Linked DNA regions of Zea mays: region 1 is linked to region 2. The links are chromatin contacts, called in public Hi-C maps. All regions are on one chromosome and are shown on one strand. Each heading gives the region's core, a stretch centred on a gene start, on an enhancer-like site or on the middle of the called end of the contact. The rest is flanking DNA. Distances are from core to core; before and after follow the strand shown.

What was found. A called contact is a pair of places that touch in the nucleus more often than the background predicts.
Region 1: a contact with region 2 is called in a Hi-C map of leaf, with 4 times the contacts expected there. The contact joins the enhancer-like site here to the promoter of LOC100277016 in region 2. A contact is called at or near these places in 2 of 25 Hi-C or Micro-C datasets (both in leaf).

What each region holds. Positions count from the first base shown.
Region 1 is chr7:63,323,189-63,328,362 of Zm-B73-REFERENCE-NAM-5.0, forward strand. LOC100384176 (homolog of histone chaperone HIRA) reads right to left here. Exons shown (of 10, transcript NM_001362248.1): 6 at 2,995-3,205; 7 at 2,634-2,868; 8 at 2,396-2,518; 9 at 2,182-2,302; 10 at 1,507-2,035. The coding sequence ends at 1,835. Among protein-coding and RNA genes, the nearest start is that of LOC100384176, 9.7 kb to the right of the region's middle. Within about 2 kb of position 1,258, at least 16 of the 20 cell types and tissues checked have an H3K27ac peak or open chromatin away from gene starts, as enhancers often do. A contact at or near this core is called in leaf, where this site is marked.
Region 2 is chr7:63,208,468-63,214,039 of Zm-B73-REFERENCE-NAM-5.0, forward strand. It overlaps LOC100277016, which reads left to right and starts at 4,291. Exons shown (of 1, transcript NM_001165498.1): 1 at 4,291-5,137. The coding sequence starts at 4,484. The coding sequence ends at 4,993.

The sequences.
Region 1 (5,174 bases), core at 8-2,507, 110 kb after region 2:
CCCCTTCATATATATAAGAAGAGGTCTGGACTCATCCTAGGCGTTCCCCAATAGAATCAGCGGATTTAGATGGATAAACATGCACGAAAAAAGTGGCTAAACCGCCTGATCTAATCTTCACGCGGACCGTGCGCGCCTAGGGCGGTCCTGTCCTCGGCCCGGACCGTCCGGCCTCTCTAGGTGGCACATATGGTGCTCAACAGATTCAAAGATGAAAAGGGTTCTGATGAAGGAATGGATTTCATGGTTTCAAGCATGATGAATATAGAGGCTTGTTTTGGTGGAAGTGTGCCTACCACAGTGCAAGCTCCTCAAGAAGAATATTAGAGTTTCATTTGTTGTGAGGCTATTTTCAACAGCTTACATATCCTCATACTGATATTCCAACTCTACTATGTGAACAATGCAGTCTACCATGCAAAACAGTGTTTTAGCTGACCATATAGGTGAACTGCTAGATACGGTCTGACATTCCAAAAACAGTTGTGGTTCATCCACCAACTGATGTTGATTCAAAGGGAAGGAGTAAAAGAATCAAGAGAGCAAAAGAAATACCTAAGCCACACAAGGGAAAGAATGGGATGAATTAGCCACCTCAAAATATGAATTTCCTGTTGTTTTGTTTTACAATTTTGCTCATCTTCTCTAAGTTATGCAGAACAATAACTACCAGCACTTTTTCTGACATCAACTTATTTTGTTCCATTATCTGATGTTTCTTCTTATTAGTATTCTTTTCTTCTGAATTATGATTGGTATTCATACAGAAATTTTGCACGAGTAGCTTAGGCTGAATGCAGCAAGGGGACATGACCAAGTAGCTGCATATTCTTTAGTTCAATTGAGAAGGTGCAGTGATATGGACGTCATCTACATGGCTGAAAACAGGACCAGTACAGCCTGCTTTGCTGCTCCATCGTGTTGCACAGGATGGGGCGGCCTCTGCAGTGTGTGTCATTGCAGTCAATAGGGCCATCAGCCTCCGCCAGGTCTGACAGACTGGAGGAGTGGCCGGGTGCTGCGCTACGGGTACGGCTGAGCGGACGGAAAGGTCTCTTTGCAAAATTGTCAGTTGACGGTTAGATCAAAGATGATGGGCTCACATGTGCACTAGGCTGGCATGTGGACCCTTTTTTTGTGGTGAATGATCGATCAACTATTTCTTTTTTTGTGGTATATCAGAGACACTATTGCAGCCGTACAGTGTGTATGTGGTCCGGAGGAAGGACAACGACTACTACTACGCTGCCGCCGACAAGGACAACGACACAACTTGCAATGGCACACAGGCCGAGACTTTCAGGCCCAAGATCCACCGGTTCCTCTCCAACTGACGATTGGATTAAGCCACCATTTTCTGTTTCTGTTTACACATATAAAAGCCGCTCTACATAAAGAATTATCCAAATCACATGTTTATGGCGTGCCCGCTCAATCATCACCGCCGAAATGCTCATTGTTCCTGTTCCTCTAAAAGATGTCAATGCCAGTTTTTGACGACGCAGGTTTTCGCCAAAATACACACGGCCAGTGGGCCACCACTGCATACGGTAGCTTGGAACAAGAAGGGCATGAGTTTACCCGGCCTCCTACAGTTTAACAATAAATTACCTGGCGACCTCAGCTTCTTTCTTCTACTGTTACACAGCGTTACAGCTAACGGGTTCAATATCAATGTTTGCCTGAGGTCGCCTCCCTCGCTAAACAATCTACCAGTTACAAGCACAACTAATTGATTGATTCATATAAGGACTTACCAAGATTGCTATCCTATCATACTTACCGAGAGGTCAGTAAGTCGCCAGCAACGGAACTATCAACGGAACTGGTGCAGCTACGAGGTGACCACGTTGGCATTGGCTTCTGGTGCTTGTTGTGGTAGCGCCGGTGTGATATCCATTGGGTCAACTTTGCTCTTAGCAGCTTCATACTCTGATAGGAGATCCATAAACTCGTTGAGCAGACGCTGGACTTTCCGGTTAGATGCCATCGATGGAAGTATGTCTTCCCTGAGGAGTTGGTGCTTCTTCATCCCCTGTACATCAATTGCCATCAGTTACTTGTCGAAATTGGAGATCATGTACGCTAAGAATATGAGAACTGGAGCATCATCTATTTACAGTTCATGAACTATGGTTATTATTGTGTAACACTAACATGTCGGGAGAAAGATAGACTTACGAGAACATCAGAATCCCACGCTGGACTTTTGGGATCCGTAGATGACTCAGATCCAAGCATGCCCATGGGAGGACCTAGGAAGCTCTCACAAACCTCACGTAGACGGGATTCATCTGCTTCTCTGCATGTAAAGAAGAAAAATAAAATAAACGTGTCAGTAAACTGTCACTGACAGTTTAACAGACAGCTGAGCGCCTGAGCCCACATAACTAACCTTGCCAGAAACCGTATGTAGGATAGGAGGCATTGGCGGTACTCCTGTGGTGACTTCAAAGCCAAAGAAGCTGCCAACTGGGTCTCTAAATGGGCACGTGTCTGCAAACCATCATCTGTAACCCTGAAACAGAAACTCCCACATCAGTATGTTTTGAGCTAGCTCTGATATGCAGTGCATTAGCTTGCCACAGGCATAGTGTTCAATAATACTACAGCAATCAGAGGTGCATGCAGACCTGCTCCATATAGGCTTTCTAGCCATAAACTTGCCTACATCAATCTGCAACTTGCCTAGCTCTCCAGCTTGGGGAAAAATAAATGAGCTGGCAAAATTTGATGCCGGAAAACAATCATCAGCAATCCTTAACCAGCACTTCATGCTCATGTCAAAAAGAAAAGCATGACGGCTGGCAAGGACAACTAAGGGAAAACCACATCTTGAGAATTTAGCAGATATAACCTTTACTGCACCTGTAAACATGGCAAAGATAACTACTAAGCACCAACTATTTCAGCAAACACTAAGATGCAGCAAAGTTCAGAATCACCATCTCAGTCTGTACGCGAGAACTAAAGACTGGATGTACAAATAGTTACCTGCATGATTTGCTGATGACTCATCTGGAGATGCAACCAAAGCAGCCAATGAGTCCTGCAAAATGCAGGTCCTGTTATGGAGGTCCCATATATACATTAAACCTCTTCTTGTGACAAGAAGCAATTTCCAGCAGTCATCACAGTCTATAAAAACAGCTGCAGATCCCATCATCATTGCCGGCATGGCTCGTCTTCCACATTTTGTGTAAACCTAGTTAATTAAGAGCAGTCAAATGTGAGAACATAAAATCCTATTCCAACAATAATTGATTGGGGTTACATAGTACTTCTCCCTCATCTATACTACTCTATTAAGAATCTAATGTGGCCACCTGGTGCTACCAGGGTCAAACCCTCCGCGCTGACACTCTAGGTCCGCCCACCACACCGCGCAAAAAATAGTCTCATGTATACATGGAAATCATCGGTCAAATCATGCGGTATTTATGCACGCGAAGGATGCCAGAGAGAAATTATATACCTATACTACTCTCTTAAAAACCTAACTACCATGGCTTCACCCTCCACTCTGACACTCTGGGTCCACCCACCACACCGCGCAAAAAATAGTGCAGAGCGAGCACTTGAACCCAAACCCCCCTGCTCTAGAAGTTTAGGGCTAACCACCAAACCACACATACTTTAGTGTTTAGAAATAAACAATAATTATAAAAAAGGGCATACCCAGTGTCGTAGGCTTCCCGCACTGTGGAGGGTCAGGTGAAGGGTAGCTTTAAGCGTCAAGCCTTACTCGCATAATATGCAGAGGCTAGGGCTCGAACCCGGAACCTTCTGGTTACAAACGGTAGGCTCTACCGCTGCACCAGGCCCTCCCTTCTAAATAAACAATAATTATATTTGAATAAATATCTTAATACCTATTTATTTGATATATAAAAATAGTACTAAAGCACGGGCAACTGGCTAGTTTTCAAAATGTAAGGAACAGTTTGACCCAGTGTGGTCTACAAGGCATCAATTTGACCGTCAATATCTCAAATACTAGTAAAATTTTTGTGACCATGAAATATGAAATCATACTTAAGTTACATGGTATAATAAAGTTCTTAAATTGTTACTCAACATAAAGTTCAAATCTTCGCTTCAATTCATCTATACTACTATATTAAGACTGTAAGGGGGTAGCCTGCCTCCACCTGGTTCTGCCTTCAGCCAATCTGCACCGTCGATCTGTCCTTGCTCATTCCTCACCCTCAAAGCAAAAGATCGTTTTTTCTCCTCCTTTTTTGACCAATCAAATCAGAGGGGTTCCGGAATAAAAACACGAATTCCACGTCTGGACGGTGACACGACGCAAAATCCCCAACGGATTTCCAATTTCACATGCAAAAAGTCGTTCGAATGCGATGAACTTTTAACGTGTTGATACAAGTATATACGTCGTCCCGTCCGATGTACAGTAATCTATACTACTATATTAAGGTTGTAAGGGGGTAGCCTGCCTCCACCTGATTCTGCCTTCAGTCAATCTGCATCGTCGATCTGTCCCTGCTCAATCCTCACCCTCGAAGCAAAAGATAGTGGCCGCGATCGTCGTGCGTCTTACTGTTTCACACGATGGCCGCGATCCTCCCCCACGAGCCGCCGCGATGGCCGCGATCCTCCCTCTCCCTCCGTATACTGATTTGATGATGTCGTCACTGCCTTTTTCGGTTGATGCAGTTTAACCTTAATATGTTGAACGAGTGTCGTCGTGGTGGTGTGTCTGCCTAAGCTGCCTCTATTGGGATTATTCATGGGTTTTATTCCATTGATGGTATTTGATTAGTCATAATAAGACACGGTGAAACTTTGAACGACTATGTCCACAGCTTACGATTCTTGGGATTAATGCATTTTGTTATCCTATGTTGTATCTTGGTCTCTGGTGATCATAAATAATGAAACGAAGCCGTTATGTTGGAATATGTGTGCGTATTTTTCCTGATCGTACATAAGGAAACCTGTTTTTGGTAATCAGGTCCATTCCGTTAATAATTTCGCGAACTCGCGGGCCTACAAACACGTGTCGTTTTCAATCGTGGCGTAGTTGTCTATCTGGAAAGGTGGTCTTAAGATAAAGTCGACGAAATTTTACACTGGTAGTAGCTCTTCGATAATAAAGAGTATGCATTACCCACAAAATTTAACATGTGAAGGCAGCAGAGATTATCCACCCG
Region 2 (5,572 bases), core at 3,041-5,540:
AGACCCTGAAGAATTATTGTAAAGTTATTGATAAATATAAAGGGCACTAATGTAATTTTACACGGGCTCCGTCCCGTGCCTATAAATAGATGAACAGTACTCCCGTACTGTTCACGCTGACTTGGCATTCGCTTTTGGCGTCTCACTTGTATTCTCACTCCTTCAAGCCGAAGGTACATTTGTAATCTAATATTGTTTGTACAAATAATAAAAATGAAAATAGATTAATAATAATGTTTACAAAAGATTATATTACTTTCTGTACTTTGTATGAATGTTCTTCATCTCTCATCATGGTCATGAAGGCATGTTTTTCATAACCTTCGTCCTAGATTCATTATATCCGAAGGGAAATAATGACCCGAAGGACGAAGGGCTTTTGACATTTAACATTTTATGTTGCCTTGTTCTTGATTCATAGCATTTGAGAACAAGTCCCCAACACTCTCCTTGCGAGAAGCTAAGAGCCAGAAGAGAAAGGCTACTAGCCCATCACTTCATGAGGAGGAGCATGACCAGGAGATCAGAGACTTAGAAGCAATTCCCCAGCAAGTACAGAGGAAAAAGGAAAAATGCTTCTACTGGCCGATCTCCAGAAGAAGATTGACAAAGCAGCTGAGGAGATGCGTCATCACACTCAAGATGACCAAGACCGAAGGCCTCAACACTGGGAGCTTCGTTAAGAAAGCCCAATCAACGAAGATGAATGGTACGACGATTTTGATCATGGTAACTTTGCTTTCGATGATGCTTCTCCTCTGGCAGCAGAATTGCAGGCTACCCCATGGCCACCATCCTACAAGTCACCTCAGTTACCCATGTATGATGGGCACTCAGATCCAAACTAATTCCTGATGAGCTACGAGGCGACAATATCCTCGTATGGGGGCAACACTGCCGCCATGGCGAAGTCCTTTGTCATGGGAGTCAGAAGTGTGGCTCAGACATGGTATTCCTCTCTCCGGCTAGGGACAATTACGTCGTGGCAGAAGCTGAAGGACATGCTAGTCACCAGCTTCCAGGGCTTTCAGACGAAGCCAGTCACTGCTCAGGCCCTGTTCCAATGCACGCAAGACCATGAGGAGTACCTGAAGGCATACGTCCGAAGGTTCTTGCGTTTGAGACCTCAAGTGCCTACATTGCCCAATGAGATTGTCATTGAGGCCATGATCAAGGGGCTTCCACCAGGACCCACATCTCAATATTTTGCAAGGAAGCCACCGTAGACCTTGGAGAAACTTCTTCAGAAGATGGATGAGTACAACCGGGTTGATAATGGTTTCTGTCAAAGAAGGAAGGAAGCATATAGATATTCTGAGATGACTAGGGGCTTCGGAGGAAGACTCCATCCCAAGCATGTCAGGACAATCCACAATCTCAATGCCAGCGATGACAAGGGCCAATAATGCTCAAAGCAGTTAGCACATCTCACATTCTTCAGGCATGCTGTAGACTTCTTATAGACCACCAGCCCCGAGAGGCAGAGGGGGGAGAAGCTTTGGCGGAGGAAGGTACGGTAATCAACCCAAAAAATTGTTCTGCCTTTTCTGTGGCGAGGACAAGGGACATACAATGAGGACATGCCAAGTCACGATCCAAAAGCAAAAGGAAATTGGTGAAGCCGAGGCACGGTAGAATCAGCCGAAGAAGGTCTTGCATACTACTTCGTGCTACTCTCCATACATCCCGAAATACGTAGGCAATCAACAGCCTACGACTTCTGCTGCTTCAGCAAGTCACTCTCAAGCTTCCTGGGCTCAGTTACCCCCACCCCCACACTGGCGCCTCCCCCAAGTCATGATCAGCAGCCAGAAGGGCATCTTCGGCCTCAGCAACAACGTGACCTTCGGGAGCAGTCCGAATCTCGCACAGTTAATAGTATTGTGCCTGAGTCAAGGCATATCTACTAAAGATGGCACAATGTTCTGGCCAAGAGAGATCTCTGATTTGTTTTATTTTTACTCTTTTTGTTTTTATATTTCTTTCTAAAAAGACAATACAGGAAGGTTTAACCTTCAGCTTGATGTAATAAACATGTGCTTACACCATCCAGTGTGACAAGAGTAAGTTTCGAAGCTTCAAAGTCGTTCCTAAGGGAGCGCATGGTAAGTTTTGAAGCTCAGAAGTCATTCTTAAGGGAGCGCAAAGTAAGTTCTGAAGCTCAAAAGTCGTTCCTAAGGGAGCGCAGAGTAAGTTCCAAAGCTCAAAAGTCGTTCCTAAGGGAGCACAGAGTAAGTTCTGAAGCTCAAAAGTCATTCCTAAGAGAGCGCAGAGTAAGTTCCGAAGCTCAAAAGTCGTACCTAAGGGAATGCAGAGCTAAAATACCACCTAAATAAAAGGTGAAGAAGCTTCAAAGTCATTCCTAAGGGGATGCAGAGCTTAAATACAACCTAAATCAAAGGTGAAGAAGCTTCAAAGTTGTTCCTAAGGGGATGCAGAGCTTAGCTCCAAAGTCGTTCCTAAGGGGATGCGGAGCTGAAATACCACCTAAGTAAAAGGTGAAGAGACTCCAAAGTCGTTCCCAAGGGGATGCATAGTCTGGGTGTGTATCCGTGTGGTTTCTTACTTTTGGGACAAATGACATTCTGCATCATATCATCATATCATATTGAATAGCATCGCATCATACATCATTTTGCATCACCAAAAAGATGTGGAGAAACAAAGGGATGTTGCCCTTTCGAAAGAATTGACCGGTTTATGGAAGGGAATACTATAGCACAAGACATGCTTTCGGTAGATATATCTCTCTATACGAAGATAATCTTCGTCAGTAGTGACATAAAGAGAATCTTTTTCTTCGCCGAAGCATGAAAAGAAGGGAAGGTGTTTTTTCGCCAACAGCTTAAAAACGGTACGTATGAAGATTTCATGCATCACAAAGAAATATATTACATTAATATACATACAAAAACTTGATGTTTGTTTCTTACAAAAGACGAAGGCCATACACAAGCATTACACTTTCAAGTATACAAAAATTTAGTCTTCCTTTAGCACAATTTCAGCAGCTTCATTTAGCAGTCTGTCGATGGTTTCGTCAACGGCTTCATTAGCGGTTCTTATTATGTCTAATTTTTCCTTCATGGTCGGGTCAGCTTCAGGGTTATATGGCTCCGGTGGAGGTGAAAGTTCAGCTACAATAAAAAATGTTGGTCAATTCTGAAGCTGAAAACGAACTCCGAAGTTAAACCTTAGTAAAAGTACCTATAAGCCTTGTGCGCTCAGCAACTTCTTCAGCTCGCTTAGCTTCTTCTTGAGCGTCGTGAGATTCTTTCTCATTTTTTCTAATCGCTTCATCAGCCATCTCACGACTGCCCTTCACCCACACATCAGAGTAAAATCTCCCGCCCAGCGTAGAAGCTTCAGCCAAAGGGTCTTTGGTGTCATCCGCCGAGAAAACAAATCCCGGCTGAGCCGCACCCTTAACGTGTTCACAATTGGCTTTCTCTAAGGTCGCCGCGACCCCTCGTGCGCCAGGGAATGCGCAGAAGTCTCCCCGGTCACTTATGATTTCATCAAAGGCTTCGACTTCTCCGCTGAGCCACTGGACGACACCATTGGGGTCACCACGGATGAATTTCTGCTCGAAAGAATATGCTCCCACCCTTGCAAAACTGTTCTTTAGAGTTTTGGCGCATTCCAAGGATATTTTGTAGCATCAGTTTAAAATTAATCAATTAAGGCTAATTGGAAAGGTCACCTAAGTATTTTGCTCTTGTTCGAGCGATCTCTACGAATTCGGTAGAGACACTACTAAGGGCAGACTGTTTAAATAAATCGATGCCAAACTAACCGAAACTGTAACAATTGTTAGCCGATTCAGTTTCCTATTTAAAATCCGAGAAAATAATACTTTAACCGATAGCGCTATATATTGACCCGTTTACTTCTCGTTAAATCCAAATCCCAGATCCCAGATTTATCTGACAAAATAGAAAAAAATCAAATTGGAGAGAAACATATATATTTATTAGATATATGTAAAAAGACAAATGACTCATTTATCTTCCCCGCTCTCAGCTTAGATTCTAGGATATTTATCACATCGCGACTGAAATTCTTCAAAATCGTGGCATTTAATCGTTACAACGCCTGCACGTCACAAGTTGCCACCGTATCCAATTTCTCCTCTCCTTCTCTCCTTATCCTCACGCTGCATAACAGGCCATCAATCTTATCCTCAAGCCGCCCCAGCTGATTCTTTCGTGGAGCATCAGTTTACTTGGCCGTGCAGCTTATCTCGCTGCTCCCAGTACACTTGCTTCACCCATGCATTCACCGTCATCCATGGATCCACGCAGCATCTCTCCAGCCGCTCGGACTCCACCACGCCCGGTCGTGCGCTCGCCCTGCTTCCTGTTCCCACGCTCGTCCTTGGTTCCATGGCCGGTGCTCCCTCAAGCTTAGTTTCCATGGCCGTTCGTCCTGGCCGCGGTTCCCTGGCATCCGCGCGCGCCCATCTCTCTGCTACCGCCCTCCCATGGACGCGCGCAGCTCCCCATCTCCCACGCGCGCCCCTGCTTCCCTGTTCTCTGTTCCCGGTGCCGGATTTCCTGCGGGCTCCCTCTCCCACGGCCGTCTCCTTCCCCTAGCAATTGGCTGCCGCTGCATCACGCCCAGAAAGCGCTCGACCGCCGTTCCCAGCGTCGGCTTCTCCAGTCTGCCCTGGCTCAACGCTTGGACACCGGGTCCACTGTGCTCGTCCGTGCCCCGGACTCCATGGCGTTCTCGCCTCCATGCTAGCTCCAGCCGAGTCTTTTTTCCCATCGAGCTCGCCCTCAACTCTACAGCGCCGTCTAGCCCGTCGTTTTTCTCGTCCAGTGCTCGCGCGGTTTTACCCGAACCGCGCTGCCGTCTCCTAGTTGCCGTGCTGCCAGCACTCACCCAGCTTCCTTGTTGGCCGCGCCTCTATACTCTACTCCTACCGGATGTCGCCTCCGTCAGCCTGTCATCATTCAGGCGAATATCAAATCAAATTGAGATATGGTGAGCTGATTCACTATTTTTACTATTAGTTTTATATTAGTTTTATGATCGTGAAATAAGACGCTTGATATGTGTATAAAGTTTAAGTTAGAAATACATGTAACATCCTAAATGTCGATTTTATGTTACGTCGGGAGATCTATCCTAATCTCGGATGCTCAGTGAAAATTTCTATTTCTCGCTTGCGTATGTCTCTGATTATCTAGATTATTCATTCACATTTCACCGAATTCGGAGTTATTCAGTCTCACAGAAGGCCGAATTTGGAGCCTGTTAAAACTTTTATTTCTCGGTACGAATGCAAACTCGATAATCCATCTCGATTTATAAATCTCGTCTAAAGCTGATTTAATTAAGCGCTCGACAGTTGCTAGTCGAGCTGTGTCTAAATCTAATTTCTCGATGTTTGATCTACGTCCAAAAATTAATCTGAGTCCGTACTCTCAAACGAAATGCTTTGTTGCGTCGTTCCCTAATCAATTATTATCCGACTCAGCCAAATATCTCTATGTCCGAACCAAACTCAAAACCAGTATCGACAGTAATTTTTTAAAATGTCACGATTCGTCTTCTCCGACTAAAA